Regions from separate parts of the Mus musculus genome. Here region 2 is linked to region 1. The links are chromatin contacts, called in public HiCAR-type maps. All regions are on one chromosome and are shown on one strand. The core of a region is the stretch at or near the end of the contact, and the rest is flanking DNA. Distances in the headings are between cores, read along the strand shown. Region 1 has its middle 58 kb from the start of Gm20471. Region 2 overlaps Gm32333 (a long non-coding RNA gene).

Region 1 (6,015 bases), core at 1,173-3,672:
AAGAACCCAGATGCCCCTCAACAGAGGAATGGATACAGAAAATGTGGTACATTTACACAATGGAGTACTACTCAGCTATTAAAAAGAATGAATTTATGAAATTCCTAGGCAAATGGATGGACCTGGAGGGCATCATCCTGAGTGAGGTAACCCAATCACAAAAGAACTCACATGATATGTACTCACTGATAAGTGGATATTAGCCCAGAAACTTAGAATACCCAAAATATAAGATACAATTTGCAAAACACATGAAACTCAAGAAGAACAAAGACCAAAGTGTAGACACTTTGCCCCTTCTTAGAATTGGGAACAAAACACCCATGGAAGGAGTTACAAAGTTTGGAGCTGAGACGAAAGGATGGACCATCTAGAGACTGCCATATCCGGGGATCCATCCCATAATCAGCTTCCAAACACTGACACCAGTGCATACATTAGCAAGATTTTGCTGAAAGGACCCTGATATAACTGTCTCTTGTGAGACTATGCTGGGGCCTAGCAAACACAGAAGTGGATGCTCAAAATCAGCTATTGGATGGATTACAGGACCCCCAATGGAGGAGAGAGAGAAAGTAACCAAGGAGCTAAAGGGGTCTGCCACCCTATAGGTGGAACAACAATATGAACTACCCAGTACCCCCTAGAGCTCGTGTCTCTAGCTGCATATGTATCAGAAGATGGCCTAGTCGGCCATCAGTGGAAAGAGAGGCTCATTGGTCGTGCAAACTTTATATGCCTCAGTACAGGGGAACGCCAGGGCCAAGAAGTGGGAGTGGGTGGGTAGGGGAGTGGGGGGAGCGTATGGAGGACTTTTGTGATAGCACAGGAAATGTAAATGAAGAAAATACCTAATAAAAATTAAAAAATAAAAAAAGAAGATACTTGAGAGAGATGTCTTCACTAATTTATCATAAGCCTGACATAAAACAAGTACTTATTGAACAACTATCAGAATAAATCCACAAGCATAAATGGGAATGAATGGCTTATATTTCTTACTTACCCTCGTTACTTAAATTTGTCTAGTAATAATTATTTTGTAGAATCAAAATATTCCCAGATGATATGATTCCAAGGCTCCTAAGGTATTATCAACAAAACCAAAAGTTATCTTTATTATTTTAGGATATTTTTAAGGTTGCTTAAAGTAACATATATTATTTCCAAGTGAAAGTGAACTTTGCTGGGTCTTTCCTGGAGGGGAGGATAGTCAGTCATGGTTGTTGCTTGCTCATTCTGTGCTCAACAGTGTGCTGAGAGCTTTCTGGGTAAATGTTACTGGGTCTTTACAGTGGCCCAGTGAGGTGACTGGCACCCATTTTATGATAAAGTTTAGTAACTTCCTTTGGAGCTACATGGTTAGTAAGCAGCAACGAGTTTAGCCTCAACAATCTAGTTGTAGAATTCTTGACTACTATGGTTCACTACCCTTTAGTTGAATGAAAGTCTTGATCTGTATGAACTGTAAATGGTTTTGCTACTATCCTTTGATTTAACTCTCACTCCTTATTGCATTTACATGTGAGCATGGGATCAAGTCCATTTATATTCTACAGAATGAATTTAGCATTAATTGTATCCAATGAATTAAATTCCCTAAATGCTTGCATCTATTCTTGTCATGAGATCCAGTGATGCCATTTGTGAACAGTTTCTTTTCTATAAATGTGAGCAAGAATTCATATAGAATTGAAACTACTTCTTAAATCTCGGGGCTAAGTGATTTTCAGGGTCCAGTGGAAAATGGAAATTCAAGGCTCTTGGTCTCAAAAACTAAGGTGGAAATCAATTGAAAAAGATACCTGAGATTATCTTCTGGCTTCCACATGCATGCATAGATACATGCATGTGTATCAAAACACATATATGTACACAAGCAAACACACACGAGAGAGAGAGAGAGAGAGAGAGAGAGAGAGAGAGAGAGAGAGAGAGAGAGAGAGAGAGAGAGAGAGTTTGTGTGTTATAGCCACTGCAATCACAGTAATTGGTTCTATTTTACCAAGGAATAAACAGATGGGGAACTATTAAGTGACTTCCGTAAAAACACTTAGCCAGTGAATCGAGGTGCTACTAGTAAAGCCTAGAGCCACCTGCTGCCAAACACCATGGTTTTTCCATTATGCCACATCACCCGTTTTACAGAAATGGAAAAACCACAATCAGTCACGGACCAATAAGTAGAATTGTAAGACATTTAATTTTGGCTTTAAAGAATTTAAAGCTTGCCCTTGTTTCTCCTGTGTCTTCTCTGCGAATCTCTCATTCTCCAACCTGGGCACAATTCTGGAGATGAAAAAGACAGTTCATGATGGCTTTTTTTTTTTTTTTTTAGGAATGGAACATCATCTGTGGCTGGGTGAGCTCCCTACTGGGAATGCTGTCATGGTCATTCTCAAATATCAGGGCAGATGCAATCTATTAGGCATTACAACGCCAGCTGTTGTTTTATATCATTAGACTTGTAACCAACTGGGAAAATCTACTTCTGCCAAGAAGTGAGTCTCCAGGCTCTGCAACAAATATCAATTCCAATTTGGTTGAAGTGATGCAGGGTCATTTTTTTTTTCCTCTCTTTTTCATGGTTTCAGAAGTGATTCTCTGTACATTGGTTGGAGCCCAACCTGAACTATGTCACATTTTCCATTTAGCATTAAGAAGATGTACACTTACATGGACTCCTAAAACAGAGTTGGATACATATTTTCCACCAAGTCTGAAGCCTCTGGGCATTGTCCAGAGTCTTCTCTGCCCTCGTCCTCTAATGTGGATCTGAGCATAAAACTCGCCTGAGACTGAGCTAAGAGTAGAACATGATTTGCAGACCCAGTCATCTTGCCTCGGAAAGGGAAAAAAAAAGAATTACAATTTGCTTCTCTCTTTCTCTCTCTCTCTCTCTCTCTCTCTCTCTCTCTCTCTCTCTCCCCCCCCCTCTCTTTGTTATTACCAAGTCAGAAATTCACAAGTGGCTCTCCTTGGCAACTTGATCCTGAGTCTGACAGCCATGTGATGATTTCATAGCATTTTAGAATCATGAGGTGTTAGCCTTGGAAGGGACCTTAGATCATGTCATCTCAATGCTTCATTTCACATAGATGTTCAGGGACGTTTGAGGTGGCATAAGTCATTAAGCCAGCAAACAAGCCGGCCCTGGGTCTGAGTTGCTGCTCATCATCTGCTTCTCTTTCCATTACTCCATACCCGTCTTTACTTGGTTCATGACAAATTCCATTTGTTCTTACTCTATACACAGTTTCATTTCAACAGGGAAGCTCTCCGAATGGGAAAACTTAAATTACTACAATTTTAATTAGCACGTATTTACCTTTAAAAATATTCAGTAAAGCACTCAGCATGCTTTCGTCTACATAGGAACCCTTAAGTCCTTGCATCCATGGACTAAGTCAACAAAGATTTGTTGACCACTGACAAAACATAACACATTTTATGAGGATATGAGTCACTGTTGATTTCTACCAGAATATAATCCCTAGCCTGAAGGAGTTTAAACTCTGGAGGCATAGATATAAAGTAATAATTTTAATAAATGTTCAATTTATATTTGTCTCCACTAATGTATTTATTTATTCACATTACATCTGGATGGAAGCTGCTCCTGTCCTCCCATCTCCCTGTTACACAGCACCTCTCCCATCCCTATCCCTTCTCAGAGAAGAAGTGGGAGGCAGCCTCGCTGGGTACCAACCCACCCTGCCACATCAAGTCACTGCAGGACCAAACACATCCTCTCCCACTGCAGCCAAACAGGGCAGCAAAGTTAGGGGAACAGGATCCACAGGCAAGCCACAGATTCAAAAACAGCCCCCACTCCAGTTGTTAGGGGACCAACTTGAAGGCTGAGCTGAACAACTGCTACATATGTGGTGGGGGCTGGGTCCAAGCCATGTATACCTTTTGGTTGGTGGTTCAGTCTCTGGGAGCCCCCAAGGGTCCAGGTTAGTTGACTCTGTCTGTCTTCCTATGGGGTTTCTATCTCCTCAAGGTCCCTCAGTCCTTTTCCAAACTTCAATTTCTATTTGTATGCATAAATGATGGCAGTTAATGTGAATTTTCAACTTGATGGGGTCTTGAATAATCTAGGAGAGAATCTTTTGGGCATGTCTATGACAGAGTTTCTAGAATGGACTGAGGTGGGAAGACATACTCTACATGTGAGCAGCTCCATCCCAGAGGCTGGGGTTTCAAACTGCATAAAGATAAAGCAAGCTGGGCACCAGCATCCAATTCTGTCTGCTTCTTGATTGTGGATGCAATGTGACCAGGTTCCTCCCGTTCCTGCTGCCATGCCTTCAATCCCATTATGCACTGGATCCTCAAACTGGGAGCCACAGTAAATCCTCCCGAAGGTTACTTCTCCCAGGCATTCTGTCCTACACTAAGAAGAGTAAGTGGCACCCATGTACCCTGTGAACACAGCACAGGAATCAAAACAGAGTTTGGCAAGTGTTTTATAAAATAGGTTGTATGTACCATGAAGCAGTGCTCCTGGTAGGCTTAATTTTATTTTGAACCTTATTGTGAGACAGCATCCCAGGCTGGGACAGGAACTGGAGCTCACAAGAACACAATGTTTGTACTCTCATCGGAAATCTCTGAGGATGGTTTGAATGGCAGTTAAGGAGGATATAGAGGTTTGAAGGACAAAGCATTGTGTCTGATTTTAGAGGTTACTTAAGTAGGAGAATGTCATCGTGTAAACAACCAGAATATCTGGGATGATTCAACCTGTATGATCTAACATGATGCACAAATTATACTGGAGAATCAAGAGAACAATGAGAATTAGTGAGTAAGTGTAATGTTATCTCTGGGCAGGAGAATTGGCTCAGCCATTAAGAGCATTTCTTGCTCTTCCCGAGGACATGTGTTTGATTCCCGGAATCCACATGGTGGCTCACTCACAACCATCTGTTACTCCAGTCCTGGGGGATGCAGTGCTCTCTTCTGACCTCTGAAGGCACCAGGTACACACATGACACATACATACATACATACATACATACATACATACATACATACAGCATTCAGGCGAAATGCCCAAACACATAAAATAATAGCATGAAATTTTAATTTAAAATAAATATTTCTTTTTTTTGTTTTGTTTTGTTTTTTGAGACAGGGTTTCTCTGTGTAGCCCTTGTTGTCCTGGAACTCACTCTGTAGACCAGGCTGGCCTCGAACTCAGAAATCGGCCTGCCTCTGCCTCCCAAGTGCTGGGATTAAAGGTGTGCGCCACCACGCCCAGCTTTTAAAATAAATATTTCTACCCAAACAAATGAGGTAATCTTATTTATTCTATTTGATCACTTTCAAGTCCAAACTCAACCTATATCAAATTAGATTTTAATTTATTTTTAATTTCTAGTATGGTTTGAATGAGAAATGGCCCCTGTATGCTCATGAATTTCAGCACTCGGTGTCTGCTAGATTGCTTTTGGTGAAGTCATGGAACCGCTAGGAAGTATAGCTTGTTAGAGAAGTATATTGCTGGGGTTGGGTGAGTCTTGAGACATGATAGACTCACTCTGTTTCCTGCTTCTTCTCTCTGCTTCCTGTGCGTGGATATAAATGTGAAGGCCCAGCCTATTATGCGTGGTTTCACCTTTGGGCAGGTAGTCCTGGTATGCACAAGAAAACAAGTGGAGCAAGCCTTGGTGAGCAAATCAGTAACCAGTTCTTCTATGCCTCTGCTTCAGGTCCTGCCTCCAGGCTCCTGCCCTGAATTCCATAGATGATGAACTGACAGCAAACTTCGGGAAGAAATAAACTCTCTCCTCCTCAAGTTACTTTCAGTCATAGTATTTGATCTCAGCAATAGAACCCTAAGATAACAGCTTTAAATTTTTCATTGTTTTATGTATATTACATTCTTTCTATTCTCTGTTGATGGACATGTAAGCTGATTTCATACGAACAGCATTATAACAAATTTGATGTACTATTTGATGGCTCACATATTTACTAAGTATGTTTCTTATTAGAATGGACAGT
Region 2 (6,015 bases), core at 2,052-4,551, 340 kb after region 1:
GATGAGCCTGGTTTCAATATCACAGAGTCCAGCAGGGCGCAGTGAGCCCAAGTTCAAGAAAATGAACTACAATCTGGGAAACATATGAAGGATGATTAGTGAGTGATTTATAATCCTCTTCTTGGCAACAAGACGAGTGTTGGGTGAAGAGCAATGTGGAGCAGGAATCTATCTTGTCCTATAGTAATCTGTAACTGGTCTGTTCTTGGGGCGTTTCGATGCCAAGCCCTGGTGCCAAGTATAGTCTCAGGCTCCGTGGCCACTTAACTGAGGCTCCAGCTCTCTCCCCTGGGTAATTAGTTCTGGGAGTTGTGTAGGTCAATGAGCTGTGCCTAAGAGAAGCAAAAACTACCGACTCACCTTAAAATCATACAAGTATTTTTTTCTCCATCCAACTGGAGTGGAGATGTTAAGCTTAACCTTTATGATGAAAGTGCCTTTCCCAAAATGTTGTGGTGATTCACCTCCCCACTTCTAGTGTGTGCAAATGGTCACTTCTTTATAGGGGAACATTCAAAGATGAAGAAAACAACAAAGCGAACTCAAGCCATAGAGTAAAAATGTTGTAAAGCAAGGTTGATAGCTCTCTTTTTCTACTATGTATTTGAATGAGGAAGGGCAGCATGGAAGGAAGCCAGACAAAACAGATACCTTTTACACACACATGAAATTTTTGACTGGGAAAAAGAAACGTTGTCACGGGGTTTGTGCCTTAGGAGAGCCGGGGAGCAGTGATGGCGTAGGGTGGATCTGCACATCTAGACATGCCATCACGTAACTCCTTCTCTCTCTCTCTTTTTAACTTACTGGAAGTGACAGGCCTTGGACTACGTACAACTCTGGATATATGGGAAGGATGTTCCCCACATGGCAGAAGGGAAATGGTTCAGACGTGTGCATTCCTGAGGCCAGCTGAATGGTGTGGTCTCCGGGAATTCCACGTATGTTTGAGTCAAGGTAGCCACAGGGGTGGTGGTGCATACGGACACTTTAGAATTGCCCTGTCCAGGTGCACTCTGCATATTAGGCTTTAGTGAGAAGAGGGAGAAATGGCTTCCAGCCATGGTGGCCATCTTTCTGTGTGGGGTTGCACCATCATCGTTTTACAAACAACATCCCATCAGATAACTGAAAGGATGCAGATTGTTTTGCACAGTATTTAAAAATATGTAAGCAAGTAGACTATAGGAAGGTCTCATACCTGTATCACCGAAAATGGGGTATAATTTCCTTTATGGTATATCAAATTTTGATCTCTCTCTATTCATAATTAAATTTGTATGTATAGCTTTATATCCATATGATATACCTATTTTATGCCCGTCCTTTTTTTCTTACAACACAATATTGTAAACATTTTAGGACATTAATATTGTTTAAACATTTGTTATTCAATGTGTGCCTAATAGTTCACTATATTACTACGTACTGAACTATTTTAAATGTTCATGTTGTTGAATCTTAAGTTTGCCTCCGTTATTTTATTACTATGTGTAACAGAGTAATGGACATTCTCTAATAGAAGTCTTTGCTGTATTTTTCTCCACTTCCCTAGCATACTATTTTCAAGAGGTTTTGTAATGTTTAAAAGATCAACTTGACTAAAGCCCTAACTGGAAACCTTATTTTTCTTAGTATGTCCTGTTCCACATATTCTGTTGATAGAGGATCATCATTTCCTTATAGTCTCTGGTTTTCTGTTTGTCCAGTGATTTAAAACAAATGGTCTTTCTATCAAAAATCCACCGAGATGATTCTTCAACCTCAATGCTTCATCTTGGTTGTGCATCACCTCAAATGCCAATACGCATTCTTAATATAGAAAATATCCCCGCCGACTGGGCTTGGTCTCTGCACAGCCATCGATCTGATGGTCAAGTTTCCTTCACCCACAGAGAGGCATCCTGCTTGGGTACTGAGGCTGCTTCCTGGAACGCAGGCCCCTTTCCCTCAGATCTCCTATTTGATCACAGCTTGGTTCACCTGCTTGTAATAGAATCCCAAAGGTGTGGCTCCCCAGAGCCTCCTGAAGGCTCTGCCTAGTGGACTGCGCAGCATGCGTCTCACACCTGCAACACATTTGCTTAGAAGTCTAAAAGAAAAACACCCTAACCCACACCCAGGGAGACAGAGATAGAATAGAGCATGGGTCTGGTTTAAATGTATGAATTATTACTCTTGAAAAGGAAATGAGGAGGAAGCTCAGCTACTGTGCATTCAAGCCTAGGTGAAGGAGGTGGGTTTACAGGGGCAGAGCTGAAAGGCTCTTAAGAGAATGGGCATTCAGTTCAGTTGTATGAATTTGTGAAGAAAAAAAAAAAAAGAAGTTTAGCTTTTTGGATCCTCCTTTACCCAACAGTAAATGAAAAATAACATCATCCGGTCCCTTATTGTCACAGTATCATCTGTGTAAATGTAAATTTTCATACTGGGTGTGTTGTAGTCCTTGGAGAAAAAGGAGTTAACACGCGAGCCTAATTCCTAACACAAGAAGTCAGATAAATGTGTTGTCTTTGGCTCTAGCATCTGAATGCGTAATGGCACTCTAATTTATTGCTGGCACAGAAGCCTCTCCTTGACATGAGACTTGCCTCAAAGTGCCATCTCCTTTAAGATATATCCAGCAAGCAGATATCAAACACTCCCTACTGCTTAATTGGCAATACTCACACATTCCTCGGTTTCCATATTGGCTTTAAGTTCTCTGCCAGCGCCACAGAACCTAATTTCCCATATTTTCACTATTATTGTTGCTGTTATTATCATTGTCATAAGCGTGGGTTACTTATCCCAGTAAAAGTGACAGCCTGTGTGTCCAAGCTGGCGCAAGTATTGGAGCATAACTAGCTCTGAGTAGGTTTTCCAAGTCACTGTAGCATGTGACCCTCACAGCCACTGTTTAAAACAGGCCTGAGCTCTTTTGCAATTTAAAAGCAAAGAAATTAAAGCCTAAAATGTCAAAATCACACCACAGTTCAGAGTCTGAGACCGAGGAAGAACTTTAGCTCTGGATATTTAAAAAAAAAAACCAAAAACCAAAAACAAAAAAAACCATTGTAGTTTTGCCTTCTGGTCAATTCTATTCAGTACAGTGAACAGTTTCTCCTCCCCTTATTATTTAATTCAACCAGAAATGTAAAATATGCGGTTTTCTATTTTTAAAAAGCGTTCAGTTTGAAGCTGTGCTCATCTCTATTTTCTGGTGGAGAATTTAAAGTGGCCTGCACTTGGTTGGTTGGCCTTACCCTTGCCAGCCTTGCTGTGGCTTGTAAAATGTTGCATGTTTGGTATGGAAATTACCCAGGGAGTGTGACTCTTCACCCAGACATGCCATGGACGCTGGTGGAGTCAGGGTTTTGCACTGTAACCTCTCCTTTTATGTTGCAGAAGAATTCTCTCTTTCTGTTGACTTTCTTTTTCATTCACTAGAAATGAGTTGCTTACATTCCTCTGACCTGGAGAACAACCTCTCCAGGCGAATTCAATTTGTAACTGTGCTGCCCACACCGTTACAGTGCCTTCCCTCCCTTTTATTTTTAAAGGGATACTGTTCTTGTGATGAGCTGTTATGACATATTTATAGGAAAATAATATTTTATTTAAGGACACTTTTTAAAATGGCCCTTAAAACGAAACAAAATGGCATGGATAAATGCAAAATATATGTGTGTACAATTCATATAGTCCCTGTGATTCAAGATCTCTGCCACCTCTCATGCTGAGAATGCTAAGAACAAAGAGATTTTTATCTCAATTTAAATTCTCTTGACATCTTAAAAAATCAGTTGTAGCAATATTTGTTTCCTAGTCGCCTTCACTAGTGTTGTCTCAGGTTGGCCTCAAGTGATGCTTACAGCCAGATCTGACCCTTATGTGCCCAGCTGGGCTCCAACATTCCCAGGAATTTCAGAGGTTGACAAAACCTGGCTCTAGCTAGAGAGTCACTTCAGCATTGAAGTTTTAACTAGGACACAAAAAAATCAAAGATTTAAAACATAGGAAGTTTTAATTAAACAGTGTTAAGTCCAAAATGTTATGTCTTGTTGTCTGAGGGCATGGACTAAAGGATCAATTGGACAAGAGCTATTTGGGCAATGAAAGTCTTTTGCTGACCAGTAAGATTAGAGGCCTTTGAAGCTGAACTTACTGCTGATATTTTCTTTCCATCATGTTGATTGATATCTCTCTGTTTATTTATTTCATTAACAGATATCTGGTGCTTCTCATTGTCTTAAAACTCCAGTGTTTTCCGGAGCTCATGGTCAACTGGCCAGGAATGATCCTTTGGACAAGCAGTCAGAACACTAATGCAAGTGGCCCTGTGATTCACTTTTAAAAGTTTTGCAACACACAAGATTAGGATAAGGCCACAGACTGAACTCCAAAAAGGAACAAGAAAACTTCAAACTCTAAGTGATAAAAATTTTAAGTCATGGTGAATTATCAACATAGCTACCACACACCAGAGTATTATTTTGGATTATGTTCATTTATCAGTTCAATGAGTCCTCACAATAACATTATTACTTCCACTTTCCAGTGAAGGAAATGCTCAAAGATTAAATAACGCTCTCAAGGGCAGGGCCCCAGATGTGACTCACTCCAGACAAGCCAAACCCTGCATTATCTCACCAGGGTTATCTTACAACATAAATCACAGCAGAAGGCAACACACAGCAGCTGGGAAGATACTCGGTTGGTAAAATACATGCCTCGTAAGCACAAGGACTTGATTTTGATCCCAGTACCCATGTAAATAATAATGAAATAATAAAAATACAGGCACAGTAGAGCAATATTGTAATCTCGTTGTCAAAGATGTGGAGACAGAAAGAAGTTGGCCAGTGCAATATAGTCTCCCTTCCCTCCTTCTATCTCTCTCTCTTTTGAACTCTGTCTTGAAAAGTATCTGATGAATGATACCTGAGGTTGTCCTCTGAACACCCCAAGCCTATGACACATATGAATACCATACACATGAACACACACACACACACACACACACACACACACACACAGAGGCAACATGTACAAAGTATTGTAAGAATTAAACAAACAAGCTGTTTCTCTAAGTCTGGTGGATACTGAACTTACCAACTGCTGCTTGTATGCCACAATGCATGCCACGATGCATGTGTTCTCAAAACTTTATCACTTAGTGAGATATAAATCATCATATCATTTCACATTCAGTCTTATCTTTCATGGTTGTTAAGGCAATAAACACATAGCAAATGTAAGCCCCTATTATTACCACTATTGCTTTAATATTTTAATGATGGGGCTGGAGTAGATCAGTGCTTAGGAGCACTTTATGCTCTTACAGTGAATCTTTTCTCTTCCCAGCATCCACCATGAGTAAAGTAGCTCACAACTGCTGGCAAGGCTAGCTCCAGGGGATCTAGCATCCTCTTCTGGTCTCTATAGGCACTGTATTCATACACAAAGCACTGCCACTACCGCCCTGTCCCCATACACATGTAATTAAAAATGAATCTTCAAAAAGTGGCGAGATTGTAGGTATTGATAGCTTTCACCATAATATTTTCATATTGATGCCCACTGTGGAATGTTTAAATTTAGTTTATCAATATATCTATTAGTTGACGTATTTTTGTGTGGGGCAAATGTTTAATGCAATTTTTTGGCAAATTTCAAGTCTATGATGAATTACCAGTATTTCAATTTGAGGAGATCAGCTATAGAAGCTAGTGAACTTGTTAAAGTTTACCCACTAGAAAGATCTGCCTGGCTTGCTCTGTGGCCACAGCTCCTCAGGGAGATTCAAAGGCACTTTCAATCCAATGACTTGGGAAAGCTTCATTGAGAAGGTAGCCCTAGAGTCTGACCTTGCAAGATGAACTAGAGTCCCAAGGGCAGGAAGGATGAGGAAGGCCCTCCAGTTGTTGCCTGTGCTATTTAACCTCACTGAAATTATGTCTATAATTTAACAAAACTCAAATCTCTCAAGACTTCAGCCTTTAGAACTCTTGCCAAAATAAATCTCAGTCTGGA

What was found. HiCAR-type assays count read pairs that join an accessible place to other places.
Region 2: a contact with region 1 is called in a HiCAR-type map of fibro-adipogenic progenitors, with 4 times the contacts expected there. The contact joins two enhancer-like sites. A contact is called at or near these places in 5 of 484 Hi-C or Micro-C datasets (the C2C12 cell line, muscle stem cells, myocytes and 1 more) and 1 of 115 datasets of contacts at active chromatin or transcription factors (fibro-adipogenic progenitors).

Annotation. Positions count from the first base shown.
Region 1 is chr1:163,219,504-163,225,518 of GRCm38.p6, forward strand. No RefSeq gene overlaps it. Among named protein-coding and RNA genes, the nearest start is that of Gm20471, 58 kb to the right of the region's middle. Within about 2 kb of position 2,423, at least 9 of the 459 cell types and tissues checked have an H3K27ac peak or open chromatin away from gene starts, as enhancers often do. A contact at or near this core is called in the C2C12 cell line, fibro-adipogenic progenitors and muscle stem cells, where this site is marked.
Region 2 is chr1:163,557,895-163,563,909 of GRCm38.p6, forward strand. The region is part of intron 1 of Gm32333 (a long non-coding RNA gene); the gene reads right to left. Among named protein-coding and RNA genes, the nearest start is that of Gm39689, 18 kb to the right of the region's middle. Within about 2 kb of position 3,302, at least 61 of the 459 cell types and tissues checked have an H3K27ac peak or open chromatin away from gene starts, as enhancers often do. A contact at or near this core is called in the C2C12 cell line, fibro-adipogenic progenitors and muscle stem cells, where this site is marked.